Linked DNA regions of Sus scrofa: regions 1 and 3 are each linked to region 2. A link is a contact called in public Hi-C data. All regions are on one chromosome and are shown on one strand. The core of a region is the stretch at or near the end of the contact, and the rest is flanking DNA. Distances in the headings are between cores, read along the strand shown.

What was found. A called contact is a pair of places that touch in the nucleus more often than the background predicts.
Region 1: a contact with region 2 is called in a Hi-C map of omental adipose tissue, with 2.0 times the contacts expected there. The contact joins the promoter of LOC100737030 here to the enhancer-like site in region 2. A contact is called at or near these places in 1 of 5 promoter capture datasets (liver) and 16 of 47 Hi-C or Micro-C datasets (adipose tissue, embryonic fibroblasts, fetal heart ventricle and 11 more).
Region 3: a contact with region 2 is called in a Hi-C map of omental adipose tissue, with 2.6 times the contacts expected there. The contact joins two enhancer-like sites. A contact is called at or near these places in 15 of 47 Hi-C or Micro-C datasets (alveolar macrophages, brain, embryonic fibroblasts and 8 more) and 2 of 2 datasets of contacts at active chromatin or transcription factors (alveolar macrophages and skeletal muscle).

What each region holds. Positions count from the first base shown.
Region 1 is chr12:21,012,755-21,016,776 of Sscrofa11.1, reverse strand. LOC100737030 (keratin, type I cytoskeletal 42) reads right to left here and starts at 2,595. Exons shown (of 8, transcript XM_003482983.3): 1 at 2,003-2,595. The coding sequence starts at 2,464.
Region 2 is chr12:21,552,802-21,557,470 of Sscrofa11.1, reverse strand. No RefSeq gene overlaps it. Among named protein-coding and RNA genes, the nearest start is that of KRT23, 28 kb to the right of the region's middle. Within about 2 kb of position 2,755, at least 6 of the 83 cell types and tissues checked have an H3K27ac peak or open chromatin away from gene starts, as enhancers often do. A contact at or near this core is called in embryonic fibroblasts and omental adipose tissue, where this site is marked.
Region 3 is chr12:20,985,674-20,990,298 of Sscrofa11.1, reverse strand. No RefSeq gene overlaps it. Among named protein-coding and RNA genes, the nearest start is that of EIF1, 11 kb to the right of the region's middle. Within about 2 kb of position 2,423, at least 35 of the 83 cell types and tissues checked have an H3K27ac peak or open chromatin away from gene starts, as enhancers often do. A contact at or near this core is called in omental adipose tissue, where this site is marked.

The sequences.
Region 1 (4,022 bases), core at 1,346-3,845, 540 kb after region 2:
CTGTAGCCACCGGCCTACACCACAGCCACAGCAACGCGGGATCCTTAACCCACTGAGCAAGGCCAGGGATCAAACCCACAACCTCATGGTTCCTAGTCAGATTCGTTAACCACTGTCATGGTTCCTAGTCAGATTCGTTAACCACTGCGCCATGATAGGAACTCCAGAACTGGGAATTTTTTAAGACTTGAAGGCTAAAGAGTAGATGTTAAGAGAGGGCAGCACCCAGGAGGCAAAAGCAATAAACACGTCCTGGGCCTCAGAGCCCATCTGGGGCCCTAGGTTCTGAGACGTGATGCTGGGCAAAGCTCGGGTTCCAGACTGAGCCCAAGGCCAGTTTGTTACCAGCCCCAGGGCCTCAGAGGGACCATCTGGACCCGCCCCTCACCCATCTCCCTGCACTGGCGGCTGATTGAACCCAGAGAGGCCGGTCAGTGACTCAGAGGCCTGGTTCACTGGGCTCTCGGGGTTGGTGGAGAGGAGCTGGCTGACCCCAGAGCTCAGCCCACTGACTCACCAGGGCTCCCCTGGGCTCCCTGCTGCCCGGACCAAGCCCAGTATCTGATCTGGCACTCCCAGCAGCTCTGTTTCCAGGGAGCAATTGCAGGAATTCCCTTCCTGGCGCGGATCCCTGGCAGGAGCAGTCACAGCCCCTCACAGGGGCCAACGGTGGGCCTGGTTCTCCACCAGGAAACCAAGCAGACCTGACCCCCCGCCAGCCAGTCCCAGACCCAGCGCTTCCCAAGCCCTTGGCTCTCGCACCTCTTTGACCTCTCACCTGCCTCGGAAGGCTGCAGCCCTGTAGGAACCTCCAGGGGCAAGGCCTGTGCAAAAGACCCAGGTGCCACGTTTACAGAATGCCAAGGTCACGTCCCTAAAGGTCAGGAGTGTGTGGTGTGTGTGTGTGTGTGTGTGTGTGTATGCGTGCGTGTGTGTGTGTGTGTGTGTGTGTGTGTGTGTGTGTGTGTGTGTTGTCTCCTCCAGCAGATTAAGTCAGAAAAAATCTTCCCCCTGTGTGCTTCCAGTCTGAGTGAGAAGGCATAGCTCTGGGAGTTCCTGTCGTGGCACAGTGGTTAACGAATCCGACTAGGAACCATGAGGTTGCAGGTTCGATCCCTGCCCTTGCTCAGTGGGTTGACGATCCGGCATTGCCGTGAGCTGTGGTGTAGGTTGCAGACGTGGCTTGGATCCCACGTTGCTGTGGCTCTGGCATAGGCCAGGGGCTACAGCTCCGATTAGACCCCTAGCCTGGGAACCTCCATATGCCGCGGGAGCGGCCCTAGAAAAAAAGGCAAAAAGACAAAAAAAAAAAAAAAAAAGAAAGAAAGAAAAGAAGAAAACACAGCTCCTTTCCCCAGGGACTCCTGCCTCAGTCTGCAAGGAGAGACAGCCTCTGCCCTTAGGGACACCCAGAGGGACCATCACAGAAGGAGTAAGAAGGACCCACAACCAAAGCAGCTGTGAGAACATGTCAGACTCAGTGAAATCAGCACAGTGAGCAAAGCACAGGTGGAACCTCAAAGTGTAGAAGGGACCCCAAGATCTGAGGATAAAAGCCAAGTGCCATCCATTCAAGGAGGACTGCCTGGAGGAGGTGAGGCAGGCGAGGGAGTGGAGAGGATTCAGAAGGGTATGGGATCATGAAAAGGAGACATCCAGCCTCATCCCCCAGCAGCCACCTGGGTCCATGCTAATCTCCATACCCGGAAGGCCTTCTGCTGCCCTCAAGGTTCTGAAGCCTTCCCTGCCCACGTCCCCATCACCCACCCCAAATGCCCTCGCCCAGAAGGAGGCGCTCCAAACAGCCACCCGGTATGGGACGTCCTCCAGGACTTGGACCAGTGGCGGGCACAGGGCTGTGATCCAGAGCAAGGGAGAGAGTGAAGGAATGAAGGAAGGAAGGATGGAGACGTAGCAGGGAGAAGAAATGTCTGCCAGGTCCAAAGCTGAGACGGCGTGAGTCAGAAGCAGGTACCAAGGACAGAGGCCCGGCCGCTCCCACCTTGCTCCGCAGGTCCTCGATGGTCTTGAAGTAGGCGCTGTAGTCGCGGGCAGGCCCGGGGCCCTGCTTCTTGTACCAGTCGTGGATCTTCACCTCCAGGTCGGCGTTGGCCTCCTCCAGGGCGCGCACCTTGTCCAGGTAGGAGGCCAGGCGGTCGTTGAGGTTCTGCATGGTCTCCTTCTCACTGCCCCCCAGCAGGGCGTCGGCCACGCCAAAGCTGGAGCCGAAGCCCCCGCCCAGGCTGCAGGTGTAGCCCCCGCTGTAGCCACCCCCCAACCCCGCGGAGAAGCGGGACGAGGCCATGGACATGTTGCCGCAGGTACCGGCTCCCAGGAGGCTGGGGGCCCGGCAGGCGCCCCCAACGCGGATGGAGGAGACCCGAGAGAAACCCCCGCCGGGCACACACAGGCCCTTGACGGAGCCGGAGGTTGAGAACTGGCGGATGCTGGTCGTGGTGGCCATGGTGTCCACAAGTCGGATGGAGGATCTGGTCTGGACAGAGACCCCGGGCAGCCCTTTATAGCCAGGCTCAAAGGGGGGCTGGGTCCCTGGCCCTTGAAGTCAGAGCCAAACCCCCAGCCATGTAATTTGCTGCCACACCAGCCGCCCAGGGCCTGGGGCTCAGGCCGGACACACAGATCTCATCCGTGGGCCCCCTCCCCCGGCAGGAGCCTGGCCTGGGCACGAGGGCCTCTCAGCAGCCCATTGTCTGTTGGAAACAAAAGTGGGGCTGGAGCCGCAGCCCCGGGGCAGGGTGATCCTCCATCCTCAGCGGCAATTAGGCGGCTGAGCTCATTCTTGGGGGGAGACTAGAGAACAAGGCTCCACAGGCCTGGAGCCTGGGGCTGGGCTAGCCCCTCGCCCAGGATTCCTGAGTTCCAGATGCGGGCGCGCAGCCTCTCCCAGGCACAACCGGGCCCTGAGGCCACTCCCCAGGCTGGAGGGGGTGGGGGGGCGAAGCAGCCTCTGATCTGAGGGCCTCCCCCACTCCCACCCCATCTCCTGGGGTCATTCTAGGTCTGTGGGAGGAGAGGCACCCCTGGCCTGGACGCTGCCCTATCAGAGGCAAACAGACAGCAGAGCTTCAGATGCAAGCTTTCGGGAATCCGGTCCAAGAGCCTCAGTTGCCTCGTTTGTAAAATAAGGGTAAGGCCTGCTTCCCACAGTCTTTGACACCTGGGAGCCAGGAGGTCACCCTCGGGTGAGTCTGTGACATCGGTCAAGCTGGGCTGATGGAGAGGAAGCAGCAGAGTTTCGGGTGACCGCTCCTGCTCATCGCCCCCCACCCTGTACCCCTGTACCTGAGGAAAGACACTCCCCAGGGGCTCCCCGAGGAAGTGTGGGGTGCAGGGCCTGTGTGGCGGGCAGCTCTCCACCCATGGCGCCACGCCCTGGGGAAGGGCGGCCCCTGCGAGGGAAAAAGCGCAATCCCACATCCTGGCTGCTGGCACCTGCCCGCACCGACAAAGAGATTACCAACCTAATCTCCTCGGTGCTAATGATTTAGGCGCTGCCAGGACCCTGGCGTCTGCACGGGGCCTGTCTGAATGGGGAGCTTCCAGGGGCGGCGAGGCCCTGGGGCCAGGCAGGGGTGGGAGTGGGGGGGGCACGTGGGTGGCCTGGGCTCTCAGCCCACCCACAGGGACAGGGAGGGAGTTGGGGTTCCACGAGGATCAGAGCTGTTGTGCTGAGGCCAGACTGCTGGGCGGACTTCCTGCCTAGAAAGTGGGTGGCCTCGCTCGCAAGGGTGTCTCCTTGCTTGGACAGTGGGGGCTGCACGAGCTACTGAGAGAGGGACAACCTGGACTTTATCCTGCTCCCACCCTGCCCGTAAAGTCCGGGGGTCCCCAGGGTTGCTGGAGGTGGGGAGGGGGCCTCAAAGCCAAGACTAGGGAGCACGTCAGATCACCAGGGCTCCTCCAGGTCAGGAATCAGGGAGGACTTCTGCTCCTCCAGGAGAGTCTTGGGGGAGGGAACCAAGAGAACCCGGGGTCACCTGAGTGGGTCAGAGGCCAGCCTT
Region 2 (4,669 bases), core at 1,506-4,005:
CCCCAGCATGCTCCTGGTGGGGCGAGGCCAGGTAGATCTGACTCCAAGCATGACCAGGAAGGTGCTGGAAGTGTATGGGGAGCAAAGCCTTGAACTCCCAGCCCTGAGCTCCATTGTTCCCCAGCTTCAGGCATCTGTGGGTCCCCCTCAACCAGCCTCCTAGCGGCTGGACCCCTAGATGGATCTCAGGCTTGTGGAGGAGCCCATTCCCAGCCTCCTCCTGCCTGATGGCTCTGCAGGTGCCTTTCTAGAGGCTGTCCCTGCTGTAAAAAGAGTGAACAGGCCTGTGCTGGTCACTGAAGGGCTTATTTCTTCTGCTTCCTGTGATGGGGGAGGGGAGGGACTCTGGAACCTGCTATTGGAAGGCAGCCCCTGTTTGTGCTCTGACACAGGGCTCTGTCCTGGCCACTTGGACCTCTGGTTGGCCCAGGGACAGTGTGGCTGGGGTGGAGGAGAGAAGACTTGAGTGTTGCCATCTTGGGTCGTGTTGGCGTTAGGTGCATCCAGACTAGAAGTGGGGGCAGAGGAGGAAGACAGATGGTGCTTTGTCTCCCGTAGAAAGGCTTCTTCCAGAACCTTCCAACCGCCTAAGATTGCGAGGGAAGAAGGGACAGAGTGAGAAATGGAATCGCCTGTGTCCCCACACTAAGGTCTTTTACCGGGGGTCCCGCCCCTGTACACGCAGGAGCCATTGCAATGCGCCCTCCTTCCCCAGCGCAGCCCACCCGTAGATGCGTTACCTCCCCCAACTCTTCAAACTCTGCTAAGTGCCCTTCATAAACCTTTAGGCGACCACTGTCCTTGTGTGAATGGGAGACCTTTCTTTCAAGAACGAGAATGTAAATCAGTTGAGATCTCCCATGGCTTCCCCAAACACCTGGATTAATGTTTTCTTGGAAGGTCCTTTTTGGGTTTGCCAGCTGATTATTATTTTTGAAGGAGACTAATGACAACCCAGGCCTGTTGTCTACAAAGCTCCTCATTAAGGCATCTTGCACTGCAAACCTGCCCTTCAGGTAGTGACTGCCACCCTCTGGAAAAACAGGCGGGGGCCTCCTGTGGGGGGAAAGGCCATGTGGTCATGGCTGGATGCTTGGGAAGGGTGTGAGGCAGTCATGGGACTGGACTTGGTGGAACCGGGCAGAAGGGGTCGGGGATGGCTCTCTGAACGGGCATGGGAGAAAAACCTCCAGAGGATAGAAAGAGATTGACTGAAGAGACATGCTTTCTCTACGTCTCTCAGCTCAAATCAGTTTCCTTATCATGACACCAGCAAAGGTAGTAATTATCAGGACTGCCTACCATGATTATGGGTGCCAGGAATTGCACTTGGGCAAAGGGACGGTTTTGCATATTTCAGTTTCCTTCTGTGAAGTTCTGACTGCGTGCACTTCCTTGTTTCGTCTTTAGTTTTTTGTCCTTTCTAGGACCACGTCCACAGCATATGGAGGTTCCCAGGCCAGGGGTTGAATTGGAGCTGTTGCTGCCGGCCTACACCAGAGCCACAGCAACACCAGATCTGAGCCACATCTGCGACCTACACCACAGCTCATGGCAATGCCGGATCCTTAACCCACTGAGCGAGGCCAGGGATAGAACCCACGACCCCATGGTTCCTAGTCGGATTCGTTTCCACTGCACCACGATGGGAACTCCTTTTTTTTTTTTTTTTTTTCCTCATGCTACCTTCCATCATGTTCTGTCCCAAGAGATTGGCTATAGTTCTCTGAGCAGTAGGGACAGTAGAACCTCATTGCTTACCCATTCTAAGTGTATTTGTTTTTTAAAAAAAATTATTGGGGTAGAGTTGACTTACAGTGTTGTGTTAGTTTCAGATGTGTAGCAAAGTGAATCAGCTACACGTATACATATATCCACTCTTTTTCTCCATGTAGATTATTATAGGCTATTGAGTAGATTTCCCTGTGCTATAATAGCAGGTTCTTGTTAATTGTCTATCTTATATTCAGCAGTGTGTATACATTATTCCTATCCTCTAATTTATCCCTCCACCCCCCAAGGATTCCCCTATGGTAACCATAATTTTGATTTTGAAATCTGTGAGTTTGTTTCTGTTTTATAAATAAGTTCTTTTGTATCATTTTTACTAGAATCCACAGATAAGTGATATCATATGATATTTGTCTTTGTCTGACTTACTTTGCTTAGTTTGATAATCTCTAGGTCCATCCATGCTGCTGCAAGTGGCCTTATTTCATTCTTGTTTATGGCTGGGTAATATTCCATTGTATATACGTACCACAGCTTCTTCATCCATTCCTCTGTCGATGGACATTTAGGTTTTTTTGCAACCATTTTTGACTTTGTGACACAGTACAAAGAGCCAGTACATTGTACACATTCTGGTTCCACCATTTTTAGCCATATGACCAGAGGTCAATGAATTCAGTCCCTTTGAGCCCCAGTTTCCTCAACTCAAAAATGAGGATAATAATACCTTGTGGGATTGCCATAAGCCTTAAATGAGATTATGAATGAGAAGCTCAGTCAAGAAGAGCTGCTACTGTAAAAATTTCTTTTTCTCTATCTGTGTGTGTATGTCACACACACATTAGTGTTGTGTACACATACTTTACAAGTGAGCATAAATAGACTTGTAGTTTTTATTAGATGACTCATAATTTTATTAGATGGCTCCTAATTTAAATTTCAAAGAGAAGTTTTGGTGAGTAGGCCACTCAGTGTACTGGTATGATTTACACACACTTACACACAAACACATAGACACACACACACACACAGAGTTCTTCAGTAAAACTCCCAGTCTGGTTAGGTCATCAGATCACGAAGTGTGTCAGAGACACTGTCTTCTTTTCCTTTTTGTGTGACCTCACTGCTAATATATTTTAGAAACCCTCTAATCCCTTTCAGAAAGATGGTGACATGTAGATGTTGTAATAGAAATAAATGAGATGGGGAGTGAGTCAGACACGGAAACCATCCCAGGCATCTAGTAAGTCAGAGAAACCAACATTGTTATGATACACAAACAGCCAACAAAACACTTCAGGGTGTTTATGTCTATCATCTATCTATCTTTTACACAAATATGTAAAATCCTAAAAGTATTTTTTTCGGGGCAAGATTTTTATTTTTTTTCTATTATAGTTGGTTTACAGTGTTCTGTCAAATTCTGCTGTATAGCCAAGTGATCCAGTCTGTCTGTCTCTCTCTCTCTCACATACACACAACCTTCTTTTTCTCACATTACCTTCCATCAAGTTCCATCGCACGTGACTAGATGTAGTTCCCTGTGCTGTACAGCAGATCTCATTGCTTATCCCCTCCAAATGCAATGATTTGCATCTACTAACCTCAAACTCTCAGTTCATTCCACTCCTTCCCCCTCCGCCTTAGCAACCACACGTCTGTTCTCCAAGTCTATGAGTTTGCTAAGAGTATTTCTTGATTACAGGCCATCTAAGACTAGTATGTAATGTTCAGTATTGCGAGAAAACATGCCTAGAGTGAATGGACAATATCGAAGGGTCTTAATGACTTAAGTATTTAAACATTATAACTAAATAGCTACCTGGTAATCTTGATCATCTTCATCTGTGTGGTTTCATTTTTTTCCCCCCCTTTTTTTTAGGGCCACACCCATGGCATATGAAAGTTCCCAGGCCCTGGGTCAAATTGGAGCTGTAGCTGCCGGCCTGTGTAGGTTCACCTTTTAGTTTCTTGGTGGAGAAGAGCATTGCTTACCTACACTGAAAAAGATCCCCTTTCGGTGAAACTTGATCTGCGCCTGCGCCTGCGCGGTGCCTGTGGTACTCGCTGGTGCCTGTGGTACTCGTTGTCGGCAGAAGCATTTGCAGAGAAGTTGCTAATGTCCCTGGAATGCGGAACTTAAATGTAGAGTCAAAAGAAATCCAAACTCAAAGACTAGAAGGAGAAGAATTTATCCGGGCTTCCTAACAAGCTCTCAGGGAAGAGCAGAGAATGCCCTCCTCACTGAGTTGGAGTTATTTTTCTTGGTCCTCATTTGTGAAGAGACCTAGAGGACAGCTGTGACCGTGCATGAGCAGTGGCGTCACTCTCTGCCGTCTTCGAAGAGGGAAGACCTTGGCTCTTCTCCTGGCAGCTTTGGTCCTTCATCCATGGTTACTGGACCAGGACTTCTGTGGAGCTCTGTTGCAGTGTTAAATGACCAAAAGCCTGGTGGAAAGGCTAATGGACTAGCTTTAAATCAGCTTTTTGTCACTGAGCAAATGATAGACACTTCTATTTTATTTTCTTAAATTAAAATAATTATTTTCAATATTGTTAATATTTCACAGGACTTTTTATGCTGTCCCCACACTGCTTCTTTGAGAGTCGCAGGAGAGAAACTAGTCTTTTTTTTTTTTTTTTTTTCTTCTTCTTCTTTTTAGGGCCACGTCCATGGCCTGTGGATATTCCCCAGCTAGGGGTGGAATCTGAGCTGTAGCTGTAGGCCTGCCTCACAGCCACAGTAACACTGGATCTGAGCCGTATCTTTGACCTATGCCGTAGCTTGCTGGATCCTTAACCCACTGAGCTAGGCCAGGGATTGAACCTGCATCCTCACAGAGACCATGTCAAGTCCTTAACCCACTGAGCCACAATGGGAACTCCAGTCTCATCCCTTTTTAATGATCTGTTTGCTTACTCATTGGTTCACGAGATA
Region 3 (4,625 bases), core at 1,174-3,673, 570 kb after region 2:
TTATTTTTGTTTTTGTTTTTGTCTGTGCCCATGGCATGTGGAAGTTCCTGAGCCAGGGATCAAAACCAAGCCACAGCTGCACCCCAAGCCACAGCAGTGACAATGCTGGATCCTTAACCCACTAAGCCACCAGGGAACTCCTTAAGTAGCTTGTTTTTCCTTAAGAAATATAAGAACAATATTTCGTGACATGCAAAAATTGTAAGCAATTCAAATTTTGATGTCCACAGGTATTTACTGGAACACAGCCATGCCCATTTGTCCATGGGCTCTTTCACACTTGGAGGCAGAGCTGAGCTGTTGAGACAGAGACCAGCAAAACCGAAAACATTGATCACTTGGCCCTTTACAAAAAATGTTTGCCTCAAGCCTGTAGAGGTTAAGACTGCAATGTACAAATGAGGGTACCGCACAGCCCTCCTCCCCTTCTGAGGTTCAGATCTACCCCCCTTCCCCCGGCAGGACTGACCCCGGCTCCCTAAACCCATCTGGTCAACCGGATCCGCTTCATCCGAGCACGGAGCAGTGTATCAGCGCCCCCTGCCGGCGGTCGAGGGTTGGAAGGCTCGCTTTGAGCCCATCCTCTTGGCCTCTGCTGCCACCTGGTGGCTTTTTTTGGAAGTGCAGTCAGAGATCCAGACGGGGTCTGAGAGAAAGGGAGGGACCTTGTGCCGATAGGCGTGGAAATTGCCATAGCCAACCGGCAAACTATTGCAGGCAGAGATTGAAGCCTCCCAGCTAGCGTCCACTGAAAACGTTTCCCTGCTTATTTGATAGGTGAGAATACATGTGACAGTGCCCAGAGAGGTGCCTAGATGCTTAACAAATGTCAAGTGTAGAACATGGCTCTCAGTCTCCATTTCCTAGGGGGTGGAGCATGGAATTCGAGCTTCAGCCAGAGGTGATTGGAAGAGACTTGAAAGATCTCGAATTGACCCACGTCCCCCCACCATGCACTGGGCTTTGCATGCTTCTTTCATTCTTTCTCGCCTTCATGCATTATTCATTCATTCAACAAACCTTTCTTGAGCACCAAGCCAGGCACTGTGCTGCACTGAGGACAAAACGGTGTGCCTGACACAAGCATCTGACAGTCTCCTGGAACGGCTGTTACTCGATAATTGCAGTAAGGCTTGAGGAGGAATGTTTAGAGGGAGCAGAGAACCCTAACCCAGCAGACCAGCACGTAGGGCATCGGGGAAGGTTTGAAGTGGCTGAAGATGGATGCGTTAGTCAGACAGGAGGGAGTGTGTCTTTGCAAAGGTGCAGGGGTGAGTGTACCCAGCAAGGTGCTGAAAGAAGGCCTGAGAAGCAGGAACACAGGGAGTGACCAGAGGAGGGGCGAGATGGGGCTGGAGGGAGCGGGGAGCTGTCCCAGGCAGAGCCTCCAATGCTCGGTGGATGTGCCAACGTCAACGGGTAGCCCCTACAAGAACTGGGAAGAGGTGAATGTATGTATATGTGTGACGGGATCACTTTGCTGTACAGCAGAAATTGACAGAACATTGTAAATCAACTACACTCTAATAAAAATTTTTAAATAAATTTATAGTTTGACATTAAAAAAAAAAAAAAGATCGGGAAAACGCAGGGCACCGCTGCTCCTCAGGCTCACCCATTCCATGACTGGGCAGCTCTGATTACTAGAAAGTACTCCTTCCTTCTGGGATGAATCAGCCACCTGTAACATCCCGTGCCCACAGGCTCCTGTCCTGCTCACGGCATACCCGAGTCAAGTGGCCTCCCTGACCCCAGGACAGCCTCTCACCCCCTCACAGCCTCAGTGACTGTTCCCTGACAAAGGCGGTCTCGCAGGGCAGGTGGGAAGGTGCTCTGGAACCAGGCTTCAGGTGCAAATCCCAGCTCATCCCCTTAACGGCTGTGTGGCCTTGAGCCCCTCACCTAACCTCTCTGAACCTCAGTTCTCTCCTGCGAAAGAAGCATACCCCTGCTTAGCTCAGAGTGGATGCCCTTGAGAGGGATGGTAGGAAGAGGGCTCCACCCCTCCTCGTGGCTCCCCTAGCGCCCCGGGCTGACCTATGACGTGGGTCGTGGATGTTGATCATCTGCGCGTGCTCCTCGTTTGCCACTTCACTCCCAGTGCAGGGCCTGCTGCCTGGCGGGTGCTCAGTAGTGTTAGCTGAATGAATGAATGAATGAATGATTATTGCGCTGATTACATGCAAACCCACCATTGCCACTCGGGACGCAGGCGAGCGCAATTACAAACGGTGACAATGCCCACAGCTCCCCAGCTTAGCCAGCAGCACCCTCCCCTCATCGCATCCCAGGAGAAGTGCGGAAGCTCAGGAAGCGAACCCACCCTCCGTAAAAAACAAACAAAAAAAACTGGAAGAAACCAAAACGGAGCCCTGCGTGCTCGGGCGCCCTCTGCCGGGAAGGCCCGACATTACTCGGGGGGCGGGTACACGCAGCCCCTCCTCCCGCCCAGCCCCCGCCTCCCCCGCTCTCCCTGTGAACCCCGCGCTCAGGGTAGAAAGGCTCAACCCGGGGGTGGTCCCGCCCCTTCCCCGCTCACCCCCTCGCCCAGGGAAGCCCCAGGCGGTCCCTGACCCTCCACAGACGTCATTGTCCTTCGTCATTGTCCTCTCTTCTCCGCAAGCACTTTTCCTTCGTCCCTACATCCCCCAGAACCGCCCCTGCTCTCTCAGCTGGTCTGAAACATCAGACGTGGAGCAGGAAAGGACGTTAATAATAATAGCAAAGGATTAAAGTCCCTCGCTGCTCCAACGTCGCCCCTCTTCTGGTACCTCGCCCTTCTGCTGGGCCACATAGAATCCCAGAAAGGGAAAGAACGAGTTGACCGTCTTTAGTGCAACCGTTTGGCCTTTGGGAAAACTGGGGCAAGGGGTCTGGGAGAGAATAGAAAGAGGAGTCTTCATGGGCATTTGATGCGAGCTGGACTCTGTGATCGGCCCTTACCTGGTACACAGACACTTGCCCAAATGCAGAACCAGGACCCAAACCTGGCACGCCCTGCTCAGGGCGCCCTCCGTCCCACCAGGGTCTCTCTTGGAAAAGGGACCTTGGGAGGGAGCAGTACAGGAAACACCAGCGCACACTCACAGTAGGCCGCCAGCTGGCACACCTACCGCACACCTAACGTCGCCCTAACACCCCAGCCCTAGAGAGAGGACTCTCCACACATTTCGAGGGGACCAGGTTACCTTTTAGGACTTTGGAGGCTGGGAAGGTAGTGGAAACAAGGGCGTGAAGGAAACCTCACCTGTCCTGAAGTCCGGTCTGTGCTGCCACCTTGTGGCCATAGCAGGAAGTGCGCCTGTTCCTGGGCACTGCCTTGGTCCTGAAGTTCTAAGTTAACGCTTGGGTAGAATGAAACTGAGCGCTGTGCTCCAGGAGACACACAAAAAAGGAACAAGGCACAGCTCGATCTTTTACAGCTCACTTACAGAATACAGTCTGGCCAAGTGGCCTCTAAGTGACATGGTTCAAAGCTCAACTCAGATACCCACCAAAATAGAAGGTCTGCCAAAGATTCCAAAAGATGGAGGGAGGCATCAAGAAAGCAATGTTGGAGTTCCCGTTGTGGCTCAGTGGTTAACGAATCCGACTAGGCACCGTGAGGTTGTGGGTTCAATCCCTGGCCTCACTCAGTGGCTTAAGGATCCGGCGTTGCCGTGAGCTGTGGTGTAGGTCGCAGATGAGGCTTGGATCTGTTGTTGCTGTGGCTCTGGCATAGGCTGGCAGCTACAGCTCCAATTAGAGCCCTAGCCTGAGAATCTCCATATGCCGTGAGAGCAGCCCTAGAAAAGACAAAAGAAAGAAAGAAAGAAAGAAAGAAAGAAAGAGAGAAAGAAAGAGATGTTAATTAAAGCTGGGCCTTAATTAAAGAAGTTCTAAAGTTCCCGTCGTGGCGCAGTGGTTAACGAATCCGACTAGGAACCATGAGGTTGCGGGTTCGGTCCCTGCCCTTGCTCAGTGGGTTAACGATCCGGCGTTGCCGTGAGCTGTGGTGTAGGTTGCAGACGCGGCTCGGATCTTGTGTTGCTGTGTCTCTGGCATAGGCTGGTGACTACAGCTCCGATTCGACCCCTAGCCTGGGAACCTCCATATGCCGTGGGAGCGGCCCAAAGAAATAGCAAAAAGACAAAAAAAAAAAAAAGGAAGTTCTAGTTGTGGCGCAGCAAAAACGAATCCAACTAGTATCCATGAGGATGCAGGTTCGATCCCTGGCTTCACTCAGTGGGTTTAAGGATCCTGTGTTACCCATACCTCTGCCTCGGCATGGATCTGGCCTTGTTGTGCCGCAGGCTGGCAGCTGCAGCTACGATTCAACCCCTAGCCTGGGAACTTCTCAATGCCTTGGGTGTGGACTTAAAAAGACAATAAAATAAAATAATAAAATAAAATAAAAACCTGACCTTTTAAAGGGCAGGTAGAATTTGAGGCAAGCAAAGATGAAAGAAGACACTCCAGGTGGACCAGACTGAGTAATAGTGCAAAGGCAGGAAACATCGGTTCTAAGGAATCCAGTTTGTCCCAAGCTTAGGTCAGATGTGTAAGGTATTGAGGGCAGGGGCATTTGGGAGCCTCATGGGCAAAGCCAAGCTTGTACTTAAATCTCTGTGCAATGGGGAGCCAGT